Linked DNA regions of Zea mays: region 2 is linked to region 1. Evidence: chromatin contacts called from public Hi-C data. All regions are on one chromosome and are shown on one strand. Each heading gives the region's core, a stretch centred on a gene start, on an enhancer-like site or on the middle of the called end of the contact. The rest is flanking DNA. Distances are from core to core; before and after follow the strand shown.

Region 1 (6,715 bases), core at 3,994-6,493:
TTTGAATTAATCTCTAATTTTTTGTGTATGCTCTTTTTATGATGCAAATGAGGCACATCAAATAAGGAAATCACTATATATTTCTTGTACACAATTTTGAGTATTACACCATTATAGAGAACATTTAGATAAAACACTTAGACTATGTATCTAGATCCGTCATCGCAACCGTGCCCGCCTACCACGCGATTCCAGTGATTCCCGTGCAAGCTGTCGTCGCGAGCGCACCCTCCTACTCGTGCTAAGCCCCTACAACATGTAGAAAAATGAACAGCTAAAGCAATCGCAGAAGTGTCTCCAGTTCTCTTATCTGTACGGATGCGCTTTACGCTAGCAACCGGAGGTTCTATAAGGCTAACAGCACATGATGGCACCGTTTTAGGAACTTTGTCACTCAAAGGATGCTGAAAAATCTGTGAGTCAATAAAGGAAAAACATGTAACACATATCATACAGTTCTGCATTATCACTACAGTCATGAAGAAAGAGATGTAACTTCAGAGAAATTGTATGACTGAATGAACCAGAGATGATAATAGGATACATAAGCATGCTTGCCGCATGAATTGAATATGACTTCATCCTCTCCTGTAAGGGGAACTTTTGTGCCTAAACTTATGGACCTTCCATTTAATTGGACCATACCCTTATTTCCAAGAACTTCTAACTCACATGGACCTCCTTGCTGAAAATTAAACATCAAAACCAATGAAATGCTTGCAGACTAACACTTGAGGATTGTCGGCGTTTCGAACCCGGGGGGTCCCTGGACCGACGAGTAAATTGTCGCCGCGTGCCCCAGCCCAGATGGGTCGACGCGAGACGGAGCGTGAAGGGGGGAAGAAGCCGGAGGGAGACAGGCGTAAAAGGGGAAACCCGCGGCCTTCGTGTTTGTCCTGCGCCCAGGTCGGGTGCGCTTGCAGTAGGGGGTTACAAGCGTCCGCGTGGGAGAGAGCGAGAGGCTTATGCGCGCCGTCCCGTCCTTCCCCCGCGCGGCCAACCCTCTGTAAGAGGGCCCTGGACCTTCCTTTTATAGGCGTAAGGAGGGGGTCCAGGTGTACAACTGGGAGGTGTAGCAGTGTGCTAACGTATCTAGCAGAGAGGAGCTAGTGCCCTAAGTACATGCCGTCGTGGCAGCCGGAGAGGTTTTGGCACCCTGTTCGTGTGATGTCGTGGCCGTCGGAGGAGCGCTGGAGGCTGGCGGAAGGACAGCTGTCGGGCTGTCGAGTCCTTGCTGACGTCTCCTTGCTTCCGTAAGAGGGCTGAGAGCCGCCGTTGTCATGGAGCATGCGGGGCGCCATCATTACTTGTTTACCGGGGCGAACCAGATGGGACACCGGTCTTGTTCCCCGTAGCCTGAGCTAGCTAGGGGTAGGGTAATGATGGCTCCTCCTGTGACGTGGTCGGTCCGAGCCCTGGGTAGGGCGAGGCGGAGGCTCCTCCGAGGTCAAGGTCGAGTCTGTCTTCCGAGGTTGAGGTCGAGTCCGAGCCCTGGGTCAGGCGAGGCGGAGTTCACCGTCTTCCGGGGCTGAGCCCGAGTCCGAGCCCTGGGTCGGGCGAGGCGGAGTTCGTCGTCTTCCGGGGCTGAGCCCGAGTCCGAGCCCTGGGTCGGGCGAGGCGGAGTTCGCCGTCTTCCGGGGCTGAGCCCGAGTCCGAGCCCTGGGTCGGGCGAGGCGGAGTTCGTCGTCTTCTGAGGCTGAGCCCGAGTCCGAGCCCTGGGTCGGGCGAGGCGGAGTTCGTCGTCTTCCGGGACTGAGCCCGAGTCCGAGCCCTGGGTCGGGCGAGGCGGAGCTTCCTATGGCGCCTGAGACCGGACTTGGCTGCTGTCAGCCTCACTCTGTCGAGTGGCACAGCAGTCGGAGCGGCACGGGCGGCGCTGTCTTCTTGTCAGGCTGGTCAGTGGAGTGGCGAAGTGACGGCGGTCACTTCGGCTCAGTCGACTGAAAGGCGCGCGTCAGGATAAGGTGTCAGGCCACCTTTGCATTAAATGCTCCTGCGATATGGTCGGTCGTTGTGGCGATTTGGCCAAGGTTGCTTCTTGGCGAAGACTGGGCCTCGGGCGAGCCGAAGGTGTGTCCGTTGCTTGAGGGGGCCCTCGGGCGAGACGTGAATCCTCCGGGGTCGGCTGCCCTTGTCCGAGGCTGGGCTCGGGTGAGGCGAGATCGTGTCCTTGAGTGGACCGAGCCTTGACTTAATCGCACCCATCAGGCCTTTGCAGCTTTTGTGCTGATGGGGGTTACCAGCTGAGATTAGGAGTCTTGGGGGTACCCCTAATTATGGCCCCCGACAAGGATGTTCATGCACTCCTCAGATAATGAATATGAACCATAAAAACAAGAACATACCTCAAGGCGCCGCAGCTTGCAAAGCACCTTGCTAACATTGAGCTCCAATCTATTTTTATGGTTCATTAAACGAGGTCCATTAATTCTACTAATATGGCTATTAGGACCTTAGTCATAGTAATTGGTCAAATGTTTCTGGAAGGTACTCATTGTTCAACATTTTTGTAGTAATTCTGTACATTGAGCTCCAATCTATTTTTATATCTTCAATTTATGAATGCTCTGCGCTTTACAAGTGCTATGAAAATATAGAAAAAATAGCATCATAAGAACGAAGTTTCATACTATTAAGTAGTGGTATAGCATAATAGCACATGAAACTACCCTACTTATTTTTTATTTAATTTTTCTTATGTTACTGAGGCTCCTTTGCTGTTTGGTATCCTGTTCGTTGATTGGTGCACAGAGAGGGGGTTCTCGTGAAATGCGAAGCATACGGTGAAGTCCAAGTAAACTGCAGCCTCCCGGGTGTGCCAGAGCTGACAATGTCCTTTGCTAACCCTGCAATTATCAATGATGTTACCTTCCACCCCTGTGTCCGATTCAGGCCTTGGGAATCAAATCAGATCCTATCATTTGTTCCTCCCAACGGGCAGTTTAAGCTCACGAGTTACAGGTACTCATTTGTGCGCTAGCTTTTCTTCTGTACACACTCAGCACGCTCATGTTTGATCAAACGAGCAGGGTTCAGAAACTGAAGAAAACACCGATCTATGTGAAACCACAATTAACATCAGATTCTAGGAACTGTCATGTTAGTGTGATGGTCGGGATTCGAAATGATCCTGGGAAACCTATTGATTCGATAACAAGGCAGTTCCAGTTGCCCCCTCTTATTGTTTCTGCTGATCTGACTGCAAACTATGGCACGGTTGACATCCTTGCCGACAAGGTTAGTTTACTTCCTACCATAAGTTCCACAGTAACTCCACTCATACCTGATCTTGTCACCGGTCAAGGTAAGGGGTCTATAGTAGGTAGTTTCAGAAAATTCTCTGAGAAGCTGAGCACTCTACATGTACCTGGATACGCTGGTCGACTTCGTGGCCGCCAGGCCGGGCATGCACCTGGTGAGCGACGAGGTGTACGCGAGCACGGCGTTGGCGGATCCGGGCTTCGTGAGCGTGCTAGAGGTGGCGGCCGCGGCCGCGCGTGAGGACGCCAACGCCGGGTCGCTGGCGGAGCGCGTGCACGTGGTGTACGGGGTTGTCCAAGGACCTGGGCCTGCCGGGGTTCCGCGTGTGCGCCATCCACTCGTTCAACGTCGGCGTCGTGTCGGCGGCCACCAAGATGTCGAGCTTCGGCCTAGTGTCATCGCAGACGTAGCACCTGCTGGCGTCGCTCCTGGGCGACGGGGGCTTCATGCGGCGGTACGCAGCGGAGAACGCGCGGCGGATCGGGGCGCGGCGCGCGCGGCTGGCGGCGGGCCTCGCGGCGGCCAACGTCGCGTGCCTGGAGGGCAGCGTGGGGCTCTTCTGTTGGGCCGACATGCGGCGCCTGGTGCGGGGGCCCACGGCGTCGTTCGAGGGCGAGATTTAGCTGTGGAGGAAGCTGGTGTTCTAGGTCGGGCTCAACGTCTCCCCGGGCTCCTCCTGCCACTGCAGCGAGCCCGGGTGGTTCCGCGTCTGCTTCGCCAACGTGTCCGCCAAGACGCTCGACGTTGCGCTCCAGCGCCTCGCCGACTTCGCGGAGGCGAAGGCCACCCGGGGCCCCGCGCGCCGCTTGCTCGCTGCTGCAGGGGTCTGAGGCCGGACGATAGCCGGTGGTTGGAGGTCGTGGCTGAGGGTGATGCCGGCTGCTGGAACGGGCCACGGGCGACGACGGGAACAGGGACCGCCAGGGGGTACGACGGGCGTGGGGGCATCGCGAGCGGGGGCGAGCGGGTTTCTCGGTGTCAGGCGCGGGGGCGGTTTCACCGTGGGGAGGCGGGGGATCGAGCGTTGTGGTCGCGGCATGCGCGGGCGCAGGGGTGGTTGCGGGAGTATGGAGGCGGGGGCACATGGATGGTCTACACTATTGACTTAATAGTTAGTAGAGATTACACGGATAAAAGCTAAACGTCGAGACGAATTTACTAAACCTAATTAATTCACAATTATGATATGTTCACTGTATCATGATATTAGCGAATCATTGATTAATTAGTTTTAATAGATCCATCTTGACGTTTAATTCTCATATGTATAATTAGTTCTATAATTGTACTATCTTTAACACTTTTAACGGACATCTAACTATTTGATGTGGCGCGCACTAAAATTTAGTAACACTACCCAAACAACCCCCTATAACTATCTTTTTCCTCGTCTAAATGCCTTTCTCCTTTATGCTATATTTAGACGCTTGCTTATTTACGTTTACTTATAAACAATGTCATATTATATAAATATAAAACATTGTTTTGTACACAATGGTCATAAAAGGGTCGTTCTTTTATATTCTTTTATCTGAAGTGGACATGAGAGGTAAGGACCAAGGATCCCTACTGTTACTAAAAGGCAATAAAAAGTACAACGGAAGGGCTGGAAAGTCACAAAGTTAAGGATGTCATTGAATCATGCGAGAGGTTGCAGGTGGCACACAAGCGCCGGCTACAGTGACTGGGTTGTGAGTTGTGAGTTGTGACTGTACGGAAAATCAGCTGTGTTTAAAGGAAGGACCAGCAGGAGAGAACCGGGAACATTGGATCACGATGGATCAACGGCAGACGAGTGGTGCTGCACGGGCACCGTTATCCGTGGGCCGATAAGGGCGATGGGTCGGCCATACAAAAAGGCCGTGGACGCGGACCCGCGCACGGGTCGCTGTCCCTCGCCTGCCCCGCCGCCCCTAGCCCTTTCCCCCCGTGTCCGGTGGTTGCGGCTGCCCGCATCATATTCCCACCTTGCGAACGAGGACGAACTGCTACCCCCTCGCCTCGCCCTCGCCGCCTGCTCCTCTCCAGTTCTCCCCCACCAACCGCAGCAGCGAGAGCGAGACTGAGAATGGCCGCGGCGCCGTCGTCCCTCGTGTCCTCCCATCTCTCCCGCCTCGCCGACCTCCGCCGCGCGGCGGCGCCGGCCACTCCCACCGTCCCACAGCAGCTTCGCGTCGGCTTCTCGCGCCGCCGCGCCCAGCGCGTCGTCGCCATGGCTGGATCCGGCAAGGTGCGCCGCCGCCTCCGCCGCCGCCGCTGTTTAACCGTCTGCCCATGTGGTGTCTGCGCTCATGCTCCCGCTTCATTTTTCTTTGCAGTTCTTCGTCGGAGGCAACTGGAAGTGCGTAAGTGCATGTTCTGCTTCTTCAGCTTTACGCGGCTTGGAGATGCTGTGTACCGATGATCCTGGAGATGCTGTGTAACTGTATCATTTTTTGGCTGTTGCCGCATTGGGCATTCCAACGGGACAGGGACGAGATTTTTTTGTCGTCATGCATACCACGGCTCCATCGACCATCGCCACAGTGTTGCGCCGGCCTCCCCTCCTTGGTTCCTGCCGTAGTGCAGCGCTGGCCGCCGGCACCATACATATATCGTGATTTACTCCGTACATGGCCACTTCTAGAAATACAATCGCTTCTCTGCTGCCCAGCCCAGCTTGGTCTGCCAGCCAGAGCCGTTTTGTTCGGTATATAAAAAGTGTGTCTGTGTGTTTTTTTGGAAAGGCAGGTGTATAAAAGTTGATATTGCATCTTTCGCCTTTTAGAAACCTTTTAGCTGAGAGAAACCAGGGAATGCCACTAGTTCCTGCCTCCTGAGTATAGAGAGGCCTTGTTGCTTTCTTGACTCTCTTTGCTAAGCTTTGAGAGACCTGGCCGGAGGAGAGAAGATGTAAAGTGGTGCGTGTTGTGAACTTTTGAGTTGTGGTTGTTTATTAGTAATGGGTCTGCGAGTTTCATCAATCCAAAATCAAGCTTTAAATTTGCAAATTCATTTTTTGGGCTCCATCTTGGATTAGCGAACATGGCCTATTTGTTTTGAAGAAAAATCTTATACGAAGCTTCTTCACTTCAGGAGCTCTTGCTAGCAACATTAAGCTATATCCCTTGGGGTATTTAGTTACTCGTCTTAGAATTTGTGGTCTTGATGTCAGTTTCTTTACCCTCTTATTCAGAACGGAACAAAGGACTCCGTTAGCAAGCTTGTCTCTGAACTGAATGCTGCTACCCTCGAAACTGATGTAGGTAAGCCCATTTGTTCCATCTCTACATATCCTAATCTTTCTCTTTCTATGATATTCACGTTTGGTGCATGCATCTGGTTGGTGTTCGTATGCTTTCCTGTTGCACATAGGTTAATAGGGATACCATATTGAATATTTGCATTTACTTGTATATCACTTGTTTTCTTTGTGTGGTACTCAAGGCTATCTACTAAAACGTAAATCCGTTGC
Region 2 (7,229 bases), core at 399-2,898, 300 kb before region 1:
TTTTTCCGCCTGGTTTAGCGTATTCAAATTCTTAATAGACAAGTCACAAGTGGCCATCAGTGGAGAAATCTTACAGTCCTGTAGTAATGTTTTATATGAAAACTAATATGGACATTATAGTATTATTGCCCATATCTCCCCAGAAATAAAGTGCCAGTCGTGTAAGTTTTTGTTTCTTTCCTTTTTCAAAACAACGAGAAAGAGCATATATTAGGCAAGAATTAACATCGTCTGCCCGTAGCTTATGTCAACCACTGTTTTGAGTGAATTTGTATGGTTGATGAAGCTATGTGTGCATCTCGTTACTTCGTTAGGAGCAGTTGAACGCGGAGCACATCTGCACAGGTTGTGTTTTGAACACGTGGAAGTCAAATGATTGGAAGCAGGTTGACCTTTGCTGTTTTGTGTGTGTGAAGACTATCCTTTCCTGTATGCATGATGGAAGACAAAATTTATGATCAAAGCAAACGAATAGTGACGACTGTTGGGGCGAAGGCAAAGACGCCACCCTTCGCTCGAGGCCTTCGCTGCAGTCGTTGGTCCAACGGAGATAAAACGGACAGGGACACCCTTCGCCCCACATGACATCAGACGAAGGCCTGCGACGAGGTCATTCCACCATGCGGCCTTGTCCAACTCGGAGGCCCACGTGTGATCCGGCCCATTGTAACGGGCTCTGCGTGGCCGCTGCGTATTACGGGCCTAATCTGTAAAGGCATCCCTGTAATTACAGTCTGTAACCCTGCTTTATGAGAATATTCTGGGGATAACCTAAGTGTCTGAGGGCACATGCGTCCTTAACACGAGACGCTGGGTGCTCAGACACCTATAAATACCCCCGCACAGTGCCCGTGAGAGACTAGGTTAACAGAGCTATTGCCATCTTGCGCGAGAACCATGTTTACGTCACCACTCCCCCCGTTGGATCCCCTTGCGGCTGAGAGCAAGTTCCAACAACGGCCAATTTAGGTGTATGATTAGGGTGGTAATGGATTACGATCAAAATGTTTTTTGTACAATAAAAATTGTTTTTATAATAAGTTAGGGTTCCTAATAAATTTTAGTTTAAAAAATAATAGATATAGAGTCTGATTCTAATCTGATTTGATCCTTAAATTTTATGGGTACGCGCTGTTGTCGTGGTTATTAGTGGCACATAGTAAGCAGATAGTAACGTTGGTGTCGCTTATTCAACAGTTCTCGTGGCCTGTAGGAAACGTGATTACCATGCTAATTTATCTGGCAATCAGTGCGAACGCATCGTCATGTGCTAAATACGCTTGACAGATGCCCCTTTGGTCTGGGGTATACGCACGTCGCGATGAGGCTCAGCAAGTAGTACCCTACTGCGTCGGGTTTTTTTTGGGAGGGAACCAATTAGTGCGGCTGCTTTCCGAAGTGCCAATACGTCGGTCACATGGCCTTTTACCACCCGTTTTGAATCTGCGGCAGCAAAAGTTTGCAGCAATTGCCCGACAAATTATTGCACCAACCTGGAACCTTCACCTCCAAGTCGCCTATTCGCCGGCGTGTATGTCCGTCCATAATGACATACAGTATCCTTGTGGGTTGTGGCCCCCGATTCCGTCGCCGTCTCTCTCGCCATAAAAGAATTGCCTCGTCCATGCTCCGAGCGAACCAAACCCTCTATGGCTCTGTCCAGTAGTAGCAATTTGGATAGAGATATATGCCAATTGGCAATTGCCAAAGAAAAGAAAAGAAAAATCTCTCTCTCGACCGGCCTGGCATCAGCACACGTCCACACCTAACGGCGCCAATTCTACCATCCATTCCAATAATCCAAGGTAACCGAAAGCAGCAGCGGAGGTCGCAAGAACACTTCCCTCCTCTCCGGATCAATCATCGATCAGCCAAGCCCCTACAAAAAAACCATCGCCACATGTTGGCTAATCCCACGACGCACTGATATTTTTCTTCCTTGATTGTCTTGCTGCTATTTATAATCGATCTCCAGCTTACAGCGACGTCCAGGTCCAGGTCTGAGCTCGAGGCACAGGACTCCCTTTATAATTTATCCATCCATGGCTTCCTCCAATTCCAACAGCAGCAGCAACCCGCTGGAAGCCATGGGCGCCTTCTTCTCGAAGCAGGTGGACCGGCGGAAGCTGGTGACCACCGAGAAGCGGGCGCTGGCCACGCGGCTGTCCTCCTCCGGCGACACGTTCCCGGGGTCGGAGCACCGGCCGGCGGACCGGAAGCGGTGGATGGCGGAGCTGGGCGCCGACAAGCTGCGCGTGCACCAGGTGGTGTGGCCCGGCACGCACGACTCGGCCACCAACAAGATCGGCGTGCCGCTGGTGACCCGCCCCTTCGCGCAGTGCCAGTCCATGTCCGTGTACGAGCAGCTGGCCATGGGCACGCGCGTCGTCGACGTGCGCGTGCAGGAGGAGCGCCGGGTCTGCCACGGCATCCTGGCGACGTACCCCGTGGACGTGGTGCTGGACGACGTGAGCCGGTTCCTGAGCGAGACCGAGTCCGAGCTGGTCATCTTGGAGATCCGCACCGAGTTCGGGCACGAGGACCCGCCGGGGTTCGACAGGTTCCTGGCCGACAAGCTGGGCGAGCACCTGATCCCGCAGGACGAGGCGGTGTTCCACAGGACCGTCGCGGAGCTGCTCCCGCGGCGGGTCATCTGCGTCTGGAAGCCCCGCAAGTCGCCGCCGCCCAGGCCCGGGGACCCGCTGTGGAGCGCCGGCTACCTCAAGGACAACTGGATCGACACGGACCTGCCGGAGACCAAGTTCGAGAGCAACCTCAAGTTCCTGGGGCAGCAGCCGCCGGTGGCCGGCCGGAGGTTCTTCTACCGGGTGGAGAACACGGTGACGCCCAAGGCCGACAACCCGGTGCTGTGCGTGTGGCCCGTCACGAAGCGGATCCACGGCTACGCGCGGCTCTTCATCGCCGAGGCCTTCGCCAAGGGCCTCGGCGACAAGCTGCAGGTCTTCTCCACCGACTTCATCGACGGCGACTTCGTCGACGCCTGCGCCGGAGTCACCAAGGCGCGCGTCGATGGCACCGCGTGACGTGACGGCTTCGATCGACGAGCCCGTACGTACGTACGTGTGCCAGTGTTGCGGCCGTACTGCCATTGCAGTGTATGTACTGTGTAGTGTACACTCCAGTCGTGCAGTATATTTGCATACAGGAACAGGTAAATGCGATGTGTATATACGTATTCATTCATGTGTAACGTGTGCGTCCCGTACGTGTATGCAGTGCACTGTGTCTAGTGATGAATTGCTCGTGGGACGAGCAAAGGAATAAACATATGCAGTTACGGAATTTTCACAGGCTGTTGTACTAGTAATCAGGCTATTCTCGTTAAGAGTTTCATTGTGTTATTTGCAATAATAATGCTGCCACGTTATCTGCTAGACGAGATGAGATAAAAGAATAAAACATACACTCTCAAAACAAAGTTCCACTTCGCGATTTCATAGCCTATACCCTGTCAAATGTTACATCTAAACGGCCAATAATAGAAATTGAGTTTAACATGGTTTCAATTTCACGGTGATAAAACCACTTACATCTATTTTATAATGAATATGGTGTCATTTTATAAAAAAAACGATGTGGCGCCCTAATTAACGTATGGAACTATACTGCGGAGTTCGGAGTGATGAGAAGAGAGGAATTTTAGCGGTAGAGTATACTCCCCAAAAGGAAGTACTTTTGGACATAATCTCACATAATTAACAGGGGAGTGTTTAATTATGGTGTCTATTTCCTGTTTTGCCTACATTAAATATGTTGTTGTTGCTCTTACTCGTAAAAAAAAAAGGCTCCCGTGAGTTTGACTCCGACGTGGAGGGGAGTAAAAGAGATTTCTACATTTTTAGTGGGCCAATTCATCAAGCTATTAAATTGATTTTTAAGCACAAGAGATAACTAACAGACAATAATATAACCATGTGTCTATAAAATCAGTCACATTATAAATATAATTAAAAATATGTATGAAGAGTTACGTAGAGACACTCTTCGTAAGGAGACTGTCTTTTATTTGTTTATATATATTTAAGTCTCTAGAGACCCATTAAAAGACCTTATATTAAATGAGGTTGAGCATCATACTTATGTAAAAACGTTATGCACAATCATTTTATGACGGCTTAATTAACAACATGATTGTCTTGACACTGAATAATGTTTATGACCTGGCAACGCGACAAGTTGCCGCGCGTTGAAATTATTCGTGGCCCCTTGGCTCAACGGCCCCACTACTAATAAATGTATCACGAGGAACCTTTAGGGAACCCACAATTGGCAAAACACAGACCACATGGCTTTCCACTTGATTCAGAGAGCCCCCATCAATCAACACCACTGCCTCTCTTTTCTTTTTTCATCAAAAAATGTGGTTATCTTTCTTCTCAGTGGTTATCCACGGTGAGCGACACATGCCAACTCGAAATTGTGATGGACGGCCGCTCAGAATGTTGTGCTGGCCTGCAACTAGGCCCAAATGTCTCAGCCCAGTTGTGCCCCAAGGCCTAGGCCTGTTCTGCGTACAGCCCTCTAGGCTTTCTAGGTGCTACTTGGTTTTGAGTCTAGTTACAGTTTCAGTTGGGCTTTACACGTCGGTGCGCCGCCCGTAGCCTGTTTGAGACACCTCCGGTTGTTATCATTCAACAAAAATAGATTTACTTCATGAGGAAATAGCCAAATAATCTAGATCTAACCAATCCAGATTCAGGGGTGTTTGGTTTCTAGGGACTAACTTTTAGTCCTTCCATTTTATTTTATTTTAGTCTCTAAATTGTCAAATACAGAACTAAAACTCTATTTTAGTTTCCGTATTTGACAATTTAGGGACTAAAATGAAATAAAATATATGCCACACTCTCAAGCGCCTCAAATATACTACACCGTAGTGTGTTGCCCTATAATTAAGATTTGAGGCTTTACTGTTGGAGCAGGGTATTTCGTTGATGCCCTAAATTCTATAAAATATACTTATTTTTAAATTATAGGGTATTTGTATAGGTCACATTGTTGGAGATGCTCTGATGTGTCTCTTCTTTCATATTTTAACCACTAGAAAAGTGAAGTGAGGGATGAATTGATGTCTTTGACCTCCGCTCGAGATAGATAAAAGCTAGTTTGGAAACTCGAAATCTCCTTGAGAATTGGAGAGAATAGAGATGGAAATGAACCAAGTTTCCAAAGCCCTAAGAGTGCAAAGTTCAATTTTGAGAATTACTTATGTTTTTTTTCATTATAGTCTCGAAGTGAATTATTTATACTAGTTTACTTTTGCACCCCAGACAAGGGTAAAAAGGCCGATTCAAGTTCCACTTAACATTGGAAGCAGCCAGATATAAGGAAAAGGTCAGGTAAAGTAAGTAATGCGCTGAAATGTTGCTATGGTTTTCATTTATGTTCGAGTATATAGTATAAAAACCTAAAGATATACATGTGTTCTGTTGGTTAAATGGGTGTGAGCGTATGTTTGGAGCCAATAACTATGGCGGAAAATGTAAAACCGTGTAAACTGGTTGTAAAGATAGATAATTTAAAACTAAGAAGAGGGCCAAGGAAGGAAATGGAACATTTCTAGGGCCAAGAGCATAATTCTCCCGAAGGAAATTCAGCTAAACCGGCACGTGCCGATTGAAAGTCGCCTAGAGGGGGGGGGGGTGAATAGGGCGAATCTGAAATTTATAAACTTAAGCACAACTACAAGCCGAGTTAGCGTTAGAAATATAAACGAGTCCGAGAGAGAGGGCGCAAAACAAATCGTGAGCGAATAAAGAGCAAGACACGGTGATTTGTTTTACCGAGGTTCGGTTCTTACAGACCTACTCCCCGTTGAGGTGGTCACGAAGACCGGGTCTCTTTCAACCCTTACCCTCTCTCAAACGGTCACCTAGACCGAGTGAGCTTCTCTTCTCAATCAAATGAAACACGAAGTTCCCGCAAGGACCACCACACAATTGGTGTCTCTTACCTCAATTACAAGTGAGTTTGATCTCAAGAAAGAATGAGAAAGAAAAGAAGCAATCCAAGCGCAAGAGCTCAAATGAAAACAACAAATCTCTCTCTAATCACTTAAGCTTTGTGTGGAGTTGGGAGAGGATTTGATCTCTTTGGTGTGTCTTGTATTGAACGCTATAGCTCTTGTAAGGTGTAGAAGTGTAGAAACTTGGATGCCATTGAATGTGGGGTGGTTGGGGTATTTATAGCCCCAACCACCAAAAATGGCCGACCGGACACTGTCCGGTGCGCCAGCCACATCAGCGAGCCGTTGGGGTTCGACCGTTGGAGCTCTGACTTGTGGGGCCTCTGGGCTGTCCGGTGGTGCACCGGACAGGTCCTATAGACTGTCCGGTGCGCCAACTGCGCGTGCTCTGACTCTGGCGCGCACTGTAGCGCATTGAATGCGGTTGCAACGACCGTTGCGCGCGAAGTAGCCGTTGCTCCGCTGGCACACCGGACAGTTCGGTGTGCACCGGACACTGTCCGGTGACTCACCGGACAGTCCGGTGAATTATAGCGGAGCGCACTCTGAAATTCCTGAAGGTAGCGAGTTCAGCGTCGAGTGCCCTGGTGCACCGGACACTGTCCGGTGGCACACCGGACAGTCCGGTGCGCCAGACCAGGGTGCCTTTGGGTTGTCTTTTAGCTCTCTTTGTTTGAACTCTTTCTTGGTCTTTCTATTGGCTTATGTGAATCTTTGGCACCTGTAGAACTTATAGACTAGAGCAAACTAGTTAGTCCAATTATTTGTGTTGGACAACTCAACCACCAAAATCAATTAGGAAAAAGGTGTAAGCCTAATTCCCTTTCAATCTCCCCCTTTTTGGTGATTGATGCCAACACAAACAAAGCAAATATAAAGGTGCATAATTGAACTAGTTTGCAGAATGTAAGTGCAAAGATTACTTAGAATTGAGCCAATATAAATTCTTATAGGATATGCATGGATTGTTTCTTTTTATTTTTAACATTTTGGACCACGCTTGCACCACATGTTTTGTTTTTGCAAATTCTTTTGTAAATTCTTTTCAAAGTCCTTTTGCAAATAGTCAAAGATAAATGAATAAGATTTTGAGAAGCATTTTCAAGATTTGAAAGTTTCTCCCGCTGTTTCAAATGCTTTCTATTGACTTAAACAAAACTCCCCCTTAATAAAGATCTTCCTCTTAGTGTTCAAGATGGTTTTAAGATGCCAATTTTGAAAATACTATTTTCTCCCTCTTTTT

Evidence for each region. A called contact is a pair of places that touch in the nucleus more often than the background predicts.
Region 2: a Hi-C map of tassel shows a contact between it and region 1, with 2.9 times the contacts expected there. The contact joins the promoter of LOC100279845 here to the promoter of LOC100191222 in region 1. A contact is called at or near these places in 3 of 25 Hi-C or Micro-C datasets (ear, leaf and tassel).

Annotation. Positions count from the first base shown.
Region 1 is chr7:149,673,574-149,680,288 of Zm-B73-REFERENCE-NAM-5.0, reverse strand. It overlaps LOC100191222 (Triosephosphate isomerase), which reads left to right and starts at 5,243. Exons shown (of 9, transcript NM_001136656.2): 1 at 5,243-5,491; 2 at 5,580-5,606; 3 at 6,437-6,506. The coding sequence starts at 5,330. It also overlaps the pseudogene LOC103634270.
Region 2 is chr7:149,965,415-149,972,643 of Zm-B73-REFERENCE-NAM-5.0, reverse strand. It overlaps LOC100279845, which reads left to right and starts at 1,648. Exons shown (of 1, transcript NM_001317844.1): 1 at 1,648-3,301. The coding sequence starts at 2,043. The coding sequence ends at 3,044. It also overlaps a transcript of LOC103633096 not described here.